Linked DNA regions of Pan troglodytes: all the other regions are linked to region 1. A link is a contact called in public HiChIP or PLAC-seq data. All regions are on one chromosome and are shown on one strand. Each heading gives the region's core, a stretch centred on a gene start, on an enhancer-like site or on the middle of the called end of the contact. The rest is flanking DNA. Distances are from core to core; before and after follow the strand shown.

Region 1 (3,618 bases), core at 996-3,495:
AGATTCTGCCCCCAAGAGAGCCCAGGAGGTGACCAAGTACACAGGATACACAGGTGAGGTTGGGTGTGGGGGAGAGTGGTTGCAAACACAGTGTGACATGGCTTCTTTCCACCCTTTCTAATCTCCACCAGGCCCTTCTTATCTGGAGGGTACACTTGCTATTCCACCTCTGGAACATCCTGGCCCCTTTCCTCCCTCCTCCTGCAGGCCCCAGCTTAGGTGACCCTTCCTCAGCAGCGGAGGTCCCAGACCAGGACAGTCTCCTACCCCGCTCTCTGAGCTCCCACCATAATTAAACCTACTGGTTTATTTCACAGCTAGACTGTAAACTCCCACACTCGACTGCACGCTATGTAAATGGGCAGCCACTGTGTCTGCTAGGTTCACGGCCAAATTCCAAGTGCCGGGCCCACAGTCTGGCACACAGCAGGCTCTCAATCAATATTTGTTGTAGCTGCTATTCAAACCTTACTCATTCTTTACAGGTTGCGCAAAGCCTGCCTCTCTGCAAACATCTTTGGTCTCTCTTCTCTGAAAGGCCCGTGTCTTGCCCATTTCCTGTCCATATGTCTTCGACTACCGGGCCTAGGCTGAGGCACAATCCCCCAAGGTCCCGGCTGTGTTTATCTGCTGAAAACCTTTTTCCCCAGCGCAGATGGATCACCAAGGACTCCCTCACACTCACTTTCTCTGGTTCTCTGGATACCTCTGGCGGACCTTCCCCACCCCACTGGGTCCTTTCCTCTATTTGCCTTCCTTAGCGGGAGCGGCCGGCGTCTGTTCCTCCCCTACCCTCTCCCTCCTCCACCAAATGTAACATGGCCCTGCTTAGGCTTCCTTCTTCAGCACAGAGCCTGGGAGCCAAGCTTCTCCTGTTCCCAGCTGGTCTTCTACCCTCCCCGTTAGGAGAGACTGGACACAGTGGCTCCCCGACGTCTCCCACCCCACCTCTTTCCTTGATGGGCCTGGAGGGCCCTGAGATCACCCTCCCTCCCTTTTACCAACAGAAAAGCCGAGGCCAGAGAAGAATGGATGCTGGCCAAGGCCATATGATGTACACAGAGCCAAAGCCACAGTCCCCTCACCCCGTCCCGGGCCAGTGTGGGGACCTAAGCAGTCGTTCCACGTGAGAGGGCGACCCCTGCTGGTGAGGAGGGGCATGGCAGCCTGTCGCTCATTTCCTGGGCCCGGAGGCTGACGGTGGAAGGGGCGTGGCCTGGAGGACCACCGACCCAGGCTTTAGTTATCAGGAAGGTAAATGAAGGCAAGGCCCGCAGAGCGAAAGAACGTGGGAAGTTAGGACAAGTTTTGCTGGGCTTTGCCCTTCCTTAGCCACATTCCCTGTAATGACCTAACAACACTGCTCTGTGACTTTAACTGCACCCTGCTGATTGCTGGTTGGATCTTCAGGGAGCAGGAATGGGCATTAAACAGCTTTTGGCATACTGCATGTCCCAAGGGTCATTACTGACTTGAAGGTCTGGTGCTAAGCCCTGGAATGCAGAAGCTCACATTCTGATAATATGATTTCTAATAATAAGAGAATGGGCTCAGTCCAGGCATAGTGGCTCATGCCTGTAATCCCAGCACTTTGGGAGGCCAAGGTGGGCTGATCACCTGAGGTCAGGAGTTCAAGACCAGCCTGGCCAACATGGTGAAACCCCGTCTCTACTAAAAATACGAAAATTAGCCAGGCGTGGTAGTGTGCACCTGTAATCCCATAATCCCAGCTACTGAGGCTGAGGCAGGCTGAGGCAGGAGAACCGCTTAAGCCCGGGAGGCAGAGGTTGCAGTGGACGGAGATTGCGCCACTGCACTCCAGCCTGGGAGACAGAGCGAGACTCCGTCTCAGGAAACAAACAAACAAACAAACAAAAAAAACAGAACGGGCTCTTATTAAAGAGTCCAGGGACTGAGTCAATAGCTGTCTCCAAGTTTCTATGGTACCTATCTCTCCTCTCTAGGGGCAAAAGGGCTACTCAACAAAAGACTGATTGTTTTAACAGAAACACTCAGAAAACCAAACCTTTGAGAACTTCCCAGGCAGAAATAGGCATGCTTAGAGACCACGCGACCAGTTAATATGAACCCCACATCTGCTATCAAGAGAATCTGGGCAATCTACTTTGAATATCCCTTTTGGAGCGGTTTCTAGGTGTTTAGAGATCAAATGAAATATTTCTAGGAAGTAGCTCACCTCGAACTAACCACACAAGAATGAAATCTCACTGACTTACAAGGTCATGGCTAAACCTTCATTGACTAGGTATTTTCCTCCTTCCTTGATGATCCAGGATGTAGCAGTATATGCCCAGATCAGGAAGTGTAAAAGCTGAAAATGGAGTTGGAGACAGAAAGTCCAATGTGTTGCTGGCCACTGTGGTGTCACTGCTCCCGATACAGGTGTAACCTGAGTCTCCCGCTTGGGAGCCAGAAATCAGCTGAGAAGAGGCCTCTGGAAAGAGGCTGTCCTGGCCCAGAAGGGTGGATGAAGTAGGGCCTCAGCACAGCTCATCCTACCGAGCAGGCCGGACCCTGAGTTCCTGGCTTGCACTGAAGGGTCTGGGTAAGTCCCTTCTGTAGCGCCTCAGAAGCTCCTTGGGCAACCTGGGAAGTTAGGACAAGAGTTCTGACATTTGACCCTGAGGTGTGAGGAGAGTGCTTTGAGAGAGAGGATGCTGAATGCGAGTGCCCTGGTTATTACCTCCTGGCAGCCTCCTAACCTCACCTTGACTCTGCCATGTAAAATTGATGCCTGGGCGCAGGGCGCCGACGATGGTCAGATACCGCGGCCTGAACACCCTGGGACCTACATCCCTGACTTGGAGGACCCAGGCCTTCCCTGGGCTTCACCATGAGTCCTGCAGGCCACACAGGGACCCTAACAGACCTAGTCCAGTCTCAGGGTCTGGGCTGCTCCTCCTTCCAGGAATGGGAGTTTGCTCTAGGCGATGGAGGAAGGGTTCAGGAGGCCACTCTGCGTGCTTAGCAGGCTGTGGGCCCAACCCCCCACGCACCATCTTCATCTCCCACGGCCCCAACCTCGTAGGGAGGGCAGGGCGGGGCTCAGGTTCGCAGAGAAGGAGGGCTCGGACCAGCGACTCCAGGGCAGAGGGGCGCGTGCAGGGGTGGGGGGCTGGGTTTGCGAGGAGAGAAGGCCATCTCTTCCCCAGCAGGGGAGCCCCCACCTAGCCACCGGGATCCCACCCTGGCTGGCGCAATCTTTGCGTCCGGATGAGCACCCAAGGCCCCGCCCAACGGCCCGCTGCCTGCCGGGATTTGTAGTTTGTAGGGGAGGGGCCAAAACGCGCGTGTGTGTGCGTGTGTGACTGTGTGTTTGTGAGACTGTGTGTGTAAGTGTGTCCGGGGGTCTGTTGTGGTGCTCCCGTCCCCGAGGGCCCTCGGACCTGGGCTCAGCAAAGGTACCACAGGCCGCAGCTTCCGAGACCCCGCCCCGCGGCCCACTGCCTGCTGGGATTTGTAGTTCGTAGGGGTCTAGGGCCCAGGCTGGGGCCGGGTTGGGGCCTTACACGCGGCCTGGCGTGTGGCTGTCCTGCGTCCTCGTTTTTCTCGTGAGCCCTGGATCTGGACAGTGGGCCCGGCGCGAGGCCCGCAACT
Region 2 (3,590 bases), core at 861-3,360, 140 kb before region 1:
TTTTTAGTAAAGACGGGGTTTCACCGTATTGGTCAAGCTGGTCTCGAACTCCTGACTTTGTGATCCACCTGCCTCAGCCTCCCAAAGTGCTGGGATTACAGGTGTGAGCCACCGTGCCCGGCCTTTTTTTTTTTTTTTTTTTTTTGAGACAGAGTCTTACTCTGTCACCCAGGCTGGAGTGCAGTGGTTCGATCTTGGATCACTGCAACCTCCACCTCCCGGGTACAAGTGATTCTCCTGTCTCAGCCTTCTGAGTAGCTGGGATTATAGACGCCCGCCACCACACCCGGCTCATTTTTTTTTTTGTATTTTTAGTAGAGACGGGGTTTTACCATGTTGGCCAGGCTGATTTCAAATTGCTGACCTCAAGTGATCCAACCGCCTCGGCCTCCCAAAGTGCTGGAATTACAGGCGTGAGCCACCGCGCCTGGCCTCAAAAAAAAAATTTTTTTTTTTCGGGACGGCGTCTTGCTCTGTCGCCCAGGCTGGAGGGCAGTGGTGCGATCTCGGCTCACTGCAAGCTCTACCTCCTGGGTTCACGCCATTCTCCTGCCTCAGCCTCTCGAGTAGCTGGGACTGCAGGCGCCTGCCACCACGCCCGGATAATTTTTTGTATTTTTAGTAGAGACGGGGTTTCACCGTGTTAGCCAGGATGGTCTCGATCTCCTGACCTCGTGATCCACTCGCCTCGTCCTCCCAAAGTGCTGGGATTACAGGCGTGAGCCACCGCGCCCGGCCAAAAAAATTTCTAATACGGCAAATATTGAAAGATATAATCCACATAAACAAAGCTTTTAGGGTCTTCTATAATTTCTAACACTGTAAATGGTTCCCAAGACCCAACTGTTTGAGAACCGCTTCTCTGGGATGCCTTCTTCTTTTCCTGCTGGCTAATCCCAGTGGAGAGATTTAGGTATTTAATTCTGTTCCAGACTCACCTCTGAGAACCTTTCCTGATGGGCCACACTCTACTCACTGCCCTTGCTCTGTATCCCCTCTTCAGTTATGTTGTTCCTGTTTCCCTGTGTGCTTTTAATTTTCTTTCTTTCTTTTCTTCCCGCCTTTTCTTTCCTTTCTCTTTCTTTTTCGTTGTTTTTTTGTTTGTTTGTTTGTTTTTTGAGACGGAGTCTCACTCTGTCGCCCAGGCTGGAGTGCAGTAGCGCGATCTTGGCTCACTGCAACCTCCGCCTCCTAGGTTCAAGCGATTCTCCTGCCTCAGCCTCCCGAGTAGCTGGGATTACAGGCGCACGCCACCATGCCCGGATTATTTTTGTATTTTTAGTACAGACGGGGTTTCACCATGTTGGCCAGGCTGGTCTTTAACTCCTGACTTCAAGTGATCCGCCCGCCTTGGCCTCTCAAAGTGCTGGGATTACAGGCTTGCTGCCGCACCCGGCTTGTTTTTTTTTTTTTTTTTTGAGACGGGGTCTCACTCTGTCCCCCAGGCTGAAGTGCAGTGGTGCGATCACAGCTCCCTGCAGCCTCGAACTCCTGGGCTCAAGCGAACCTTCCACCTCAGCCTCCCGAGTAGCTGAAACCACAGGAGCGCGCCACGACACACAGCTAACTTTTTTTTTTAGTGTTTTTTCTTTTTTTGTTGTTGCCTTTTTTTTTTTTCTTTATCGATCCTCCCGCATTGGCCTTCCAAACTGTTGGGATTACAAGCGAGAGCAGTGCCCGGCCCCTACTGCTTTGAAACCTCGGTTCTTTGCAGGTCCTGGAAAAGAAAGTGAAGGGGTCGTGCAATAGCTCAAAACCCAGGCAACATTTCCAGGCGCGTCCTCAACTCGGCGTCACTCTGACAAAAAGTTTGCCCTTTGCGCCCGATCCCTCACACCAGAGAGCACCGCAGGGACGCAGGGACGGAGAGGACTAATGGGGTCGGGGAGGACCCAAGGAAGTTGGGGAACTCAGACTCTTTTCAGTGTTTAAAAAGCAGAGGCCCCCTCGGAAGGCATAACAGGCGAGTCTAACAGTGCCCCTGGAGATCAACGGCACTAAGGGGTACCTTTGCCCCGCTCCAAGGCTCCTTGTTCCGCCCCCTGCCGCCAAGCAAGGAATCCGGCGCCGCCGGTCGGGGGTAGTATTTACGACAGTGCTGGCGCTTTGCGGCCGGCCGCACAGCTGCTGACGCGTCGGGAGGCGGAGCCTAGGGAAGCAAATTCTCCTGGCGGCCTCCGTTCAGACGCGGCTGCTGTGACCCACCTGCCTCCTCCGCAGAGCAATGGCGGTGTCTGCCGGGTCCGCGCGGACCTCGCCCAGCTCAGGTAGGCTTAGGACCCCGCCCTCAGGCGGAGAGTTCCTAGGAGCGCTGGTCTCAGAGGGGCGGGGGCGGGAGGACGCCCAGTGTCTCCCGGTGAGGCGGTCGGGGGGGGTCCTCTGTGGGGAAGGGGGCGTGCTGTGAGACATTTGCAGCCTGCGGCTTCTGAATGATGATGACATTCGGGAACACTGCGGTTAGGGGACTGTAGTCTGAGGGGTTCGGGGACATTAGGGGATCGTGGAGAAGGGGCTGCACTGCAGGGATGTTTCCTATAGTCAGATCATTGAGGCAACCTCATTGAGCCAACCCGGGTGGGCGGAAGCTCTGAGCTGTTGGTGCTGTGATTTCTTTGATTTGAGGTGGAGTCCACCCCCGCACACACACTTTCTCCATTTATTGATTGCAGATAAAGTACAGAAAGACAAGGCTGAACTGATCTCAGGGCCCAGGCAGGACAGCCGAATAGGGAAACTCTTGGGTTTTGAGTGGACAGATTTGTCCAGCTGGCGGAGGCTGGTGACCCTGCTGAATCGACCAACGGACCCTGCAAGCCTAGCTGTCTTTCGTTTTCTTTTTGGTGAGTCCAGTTTACGGGTGGGAGCAATTTGGTTGAGAGTGGAGAATGACAATCTCTATTTTTTGGTTGCAAGTAGACTTAGCTCCCTTTTCCTCAGAGCTGAAGACATTGGTATAAAAGAAGAGGTCTTTGCGAAGTTTAGGATTAAACCTGCTTTGTCTCCTACAGTTAGGATTTACTTGGTGGCCAGAAATGCTTTTTTTTTTTTCCTTGGACGGACTTTCGCTCTTGTTGCCCAAGCTGGAGTGCAATGGCGCTATCTTGGCTCACTGTAACCTCCGCCACCTGGGTTCAAGCGATTCTCCTGCCTCGGTCTCCCGAGTAGCTGGGATTACAGGCGCCCACCACCACACCCGGCTAATTTTTTATTTTTTTTTGTATGTGTGTTTTTAGTAGAGACGGGTTTCACCATGTTGGCCAGGCTGGTCTCAAACTCCTGACCTCAGGTGATCCGCCTGCCTCGGCCTCCCAAAGTGCTGGGATTACAGGTGTGAGCCACCGCACCCAGCTAGAAATGCTATATGATATGTAGAGGCGAGGCAGCAGTGACCCATTTTGCTTGTGGCATGAAGTTGCCCAGAAGACTCAGAAAAACAGAGCAGGGGGCCACAGGGACCATACCTTTTGGCTGTGACTCCCTAATCAAGAGCTTCTTAACTGAGGCCACAGCATGGTGTGCTTGGAATGGTTTACAGATGTGCAGAGATATTAGTCCCCTTAGCCCAGTAGTTCTCAACTGGAGGGAGTTTT
Region 3 (3,439 bases), core at 7-2,506, 190 kb before region 1:
ACGGGGTTTCACCATTTTGGCCAGGCTAGTCTCGAACTCCTGACCTCTTGATCTGCCCGCCTGGGCCTCCCAAAGTGCTGGGATTACAGGCGTGAGCCACCACGCCCGGCTCTTTCTTTCTTTTTTAATGTATTTTTTTCTTGTAGAGACGATGTCTCACTGTGTCGCCCAGGCTGGTCTCAAATTCCTCCCTCCAGCGATACTCCCACTTCGGCATCCCAAAGTTTTGGAATTACAGACATGAGCCACTGCATCCAGCCGTTTGTCCCTGTCCTAATCATGAATTCCTGATTTTGACTTTTGTAAAAGGACTTGAGAATTTTACACGCTGTGACGTGAACCCAGTGGTCAGAAAAAATAGAAAAAAAAAAAAAGGACCGGGCACGGTGGCTCATGCCTGCAATCCCAACACTTTGGGAGGCCGAGGCAGGCGGATCACCTGAGGTCAGGAGTTCGAGACCAGCCTGGCCAACGTGGTGAAACCTCATCTCTACGAAAAATACAAAACTTAGCCGGGCGTGGTGGCACGCGCATGTAGTCCCAGCTACTCGGGAGGCTGAGGCAGGAGAATCGCTTGAACCCGGGAGGCGGAGGTTGCAGTGAGCCGAAATCACGCCAATGCACTCCAGCCTGAGCGACAGAGTGAGACTCCTTCTCAAAAAGAAAAAAAAAGGAAAAATAAATAAAAAAGAAAATAATACACCCGTAGGTCCCTCAAAAACCCTGGGTCCTCCCGCGGGGACAGTTAAGCCATCGGCGCCGTGAGCAGGAGGCAAGCCGGGCCAGGAGGCCAGGAGAGCCTTCGCGGAGCCTGCGGCCTGGGCGCCGCTGTGTGCCCTGCCTGAGCACTTCAAGGCCTCACAATCCATTTGAGGTAGGTGCTCTAGGTGTTCCCATTTACTAATGAGGAAACTGAGGAGTGGCAGGGTTACACGGTCAGCCAAAGTCACGCAGATGGCGATGGATTGCACAGCATCCTATTACCAGAAAAAAGATGGGAAGGCACCGCCGTAAGCATCGAGTTGTGTTATAGATGATTTGCATTTTTCTGAATGTTCTGGTATCAGCTGTAAGCCGAAGTCCTTGTTTCCTATTGATATGTTACGAAAAAACAAACAAAAAAAAACAAAACCAAAAGCCCTCTGTCCGGGGGGTGGAAGTCAAGCATACCCTACTCCACCCGACCCGACCAGACCCGAAAACTCCGTGCGCTGCATCGCTTGGCCAGGCAGGGGGGGCCTCCCAGACCGGAAGTTAGGATGCGGGGCCGGAAGCTGAGCGAGGGGCGGCGCGGACCTCTGTGGGCGGGTGGCTGTTGTTGGGGCCGTCGAGGCGGCGGCGACTCTGCGTCCACGGCTCCTGATGGAGGCGGGGCCGCATCCCCGGCCGGGGCACTGCTGCAAGCCTGGGGGGCGGCTGGACATGAACCACGGCTTCGTGCACCATATCCGACGGAACCAGATCGCTCGGTACCGCCCCGCCCTGCGCCGCCGCCGCCACCACTCCTGGCCTGGCCTGGCCTGGCCCGGCCCGACAGTCCCTGACTCCCGCTCGGCTCCCCGCAGGGACGACTATGACAAGAAGGTGAAGCAGGCGGCCAAGGAGAAGGTGAGGAGGCGGCACACGCCCGCGCCGATGCGGCCCCGCAAGCCAGACCTGCAGGTGTACCTGCCGCGACACCGAGGTGAGGCCGCCCGCCCCGCCTGCCTCCAGCCCGCGCGCTCTTCCTGCAACGCACTCCCCTTCTCTATAGGGAAAAACCACTTCTTACTCCTAAGGTTCAGCTCATCTCGTCTCTTTCCGGAACCTCCACCTCAACGCTCCCAAATCTCCGCTGAATGATTCTCCCCAAGAACTGGGACGACTCATAAGCCCCCAGTTAAGCATCGCTGTCAGAGTATCGGGGAGCCAGCAAGAAGTTTATCTGCCGGTTTGCCCCACCGTGCTGTATTTTAGTAAGGTCCTCCGCTACCTAGCAAAGAGAAAGTCTGGCACAGCGATGAGCGACCAGCATATAATTGCGGAATGAACCCAGTAAATGGCCTTTCCCCAGCTTCCCCGCTACCTAGAGATCACACTGGTTAACATATGACGGTCAATTTTTGTTAAGCATTATTACTTTTTTAAAAATGTTTTTATTTTATTTTTGAGACTAGGTCTCTGTCGCCCAGGCTGGAATGCAATGGTGCGATCTGGGCTTACTGCAGCCTTAGCCTCCCGGGTACCTGGGACCACAGGCGTGTGCCACCACACCGGTTAATTTTGGTATTTCTTGTAGAGAAGGGGTTTCCCCGGCTGGGCGCGGTGGCTCACGCCTGTAATCCCAGCACTTTGGGAGGCCGAGGCGGGCGGATCACGAGATCAGGAGATCGAGACCATCCTGGCTAACACAGTGAAACCCCGTCTCTACTAAAAATACAAAAAATTAGCCGGGCGTGGTGGTGGGCGCCTGTAGTCCCAGCTACTCGGGAGGCTGAGGCAGGAGAATGGCGTGAACCCGGGAGGCGGAGCTTGCAGTGAGCCGAGATCGCGCCACTGCACTCCAGCCTGGGCAACAGAGCAAGACTCCGTCTCAAAAAAAAAAAAAAAAAAAAGAGAGAGAAGGGGTTTCTCCACGTTGTCCAGGCTGATCTCGAACTCCTGAGCTCAGGTGATCTGCCCGCATCGGCCTCCCAAAGTGCTGGGATTATAGGTGTGTGCCACTACCTTTGTTAGGCATTAGTGAAAGTGCTTTTAGATCTTACGTATATTAATTCATTGAGTCTTTATACAACCTCATAAGAAAGCTTCTGTCTGTTTCACAGTCAGGAAACAGGCACAGAGAAGTTAAACAACTTGCCCAAGATCTCAGCTAGTAAATGGCAGAGCCTGGATTTGAACCCAGGCAGAGCTCTATCCACCCTTCTGCTTTCCAGTACTTTTTGCTAGACAAATGTGCATTGTGTACCTACTGTGTGACAGGATTGTGCTGGCCTCAGAGCAGGGATGCAAAGGTAAATAAGTCCTTGATTGGCAGCACACCAAATGCTTACACTGGTCCGGGCGCGGTGATTCATGCCTGTGATCCTAGCAGTTTGGGAGGCCAAGGTGGGCGGATCCCTTGAGGCCAGGAGTTCGAAATTAACCTGGACAACATGGTGAAACCCCATCTCTACTAAAAATACAAAAATTAGCCAGGCATGGTGGCAGGCGGCTGTAATCCCAGCTACTTGGGAGGCTGAGGAAGGAGAATTGCTTGAACCTGGGAGGCAGAGGTTGCGGTGAGCCGAGATTTAGCCACTGCACTCCAGCCTGGGCAACAGAGCAAGCCTCCGTCTCAAAAAAAAAAAAAAAAACCACTTACACTGGACCCATAAGAAGATTGGGGCAGCTGGGTGCAGTGGCTCACGCCTGTAATCCCAGCACTTTGGGAGGCCAAGGTGGGTGGATCACCTGAGGT

Evidence for each region. HiChIP or PLAC-seq counts read pairs in DNA pulled down with a chosen protein or histone mark.
Region 2: a contact with region 1 is called in an H3K4me3 HiChIP or PLAC-seq map of stem cell-derived excitatory neurons, with 11 times the contacts expected there. The contact joins the promoter of GGCX here to the promoter of CAPG in region 1. A contact is called at or near these places in 4 of 7 Hi-C or Micro-C datasets (blood, induced pluripotent stem cells, a lymphoblastoid cell line and 1 more), 1 of 1 datasets of contacts at active chromatin or transcription factors (stem cell-derived excitatory neurons) and 1 of 1 other capture datasets (stem cell-derived neural stem cells).
Region 3: an H3K4me3 HiChIP or PLAC-seq map of stem cell-derived excitatory neurons shows a contact between it and region 1, with 4 times the contacts expected there. The contact joins the promoter of C2AH2orf68 here to the promoter of CAPG in region 1. A contact is called at or near these places in 1 of 7 Hi-C or Micro-C datasets (stem cell-derived neural progenitor cells) and 1 of 1 datasets of contacts at active chromatin or transcription factors (stem cell-derived excitatory neurons).

What each region holds. Positions count from the first base shown.
Region 1 is chr12:37,326,733-37,330,350 of NHGRI_mPanTro3-v2.0_pri, forward strand. It overlaps CAPG (capping actin protein, gelsolin like), which reads left to right and starts at 2,246. Exons shown (of 10, transcript XM_054678563.2): 1 at 2,246-2,566.
Region 2 is chr12:37,190,281-37,193,870 of NHGRI_mPanTro3-v2.0_pri, forward strand. GGCX (gamma-glutamyl carboxylase) reads left to right here and starts at 2,111. Exons shown (of 15, transcript XM_515586.8): 1 at 2,111-2,267; 2 at 2,670-2,840. The coding sequence starts at 2,225.
Region 3 is chr12:37,138,490-37,141,928 of NHGRI_mPanTro3-v2.0_pri, forward strand. It overlaps C2AH2orf68 (chromosome 2A C2orf68 homolog), which reads left to right and starts at 1,257. Exons shown (of 4, transcript XM_515590.9): 1 at 1,257-1,469; 2 at 1,566-1,684. The coding sequence starts at 1,363. All of the region lies in intron 1 of USP39 (ubiquitin specific peptidase 39), which reads right to left.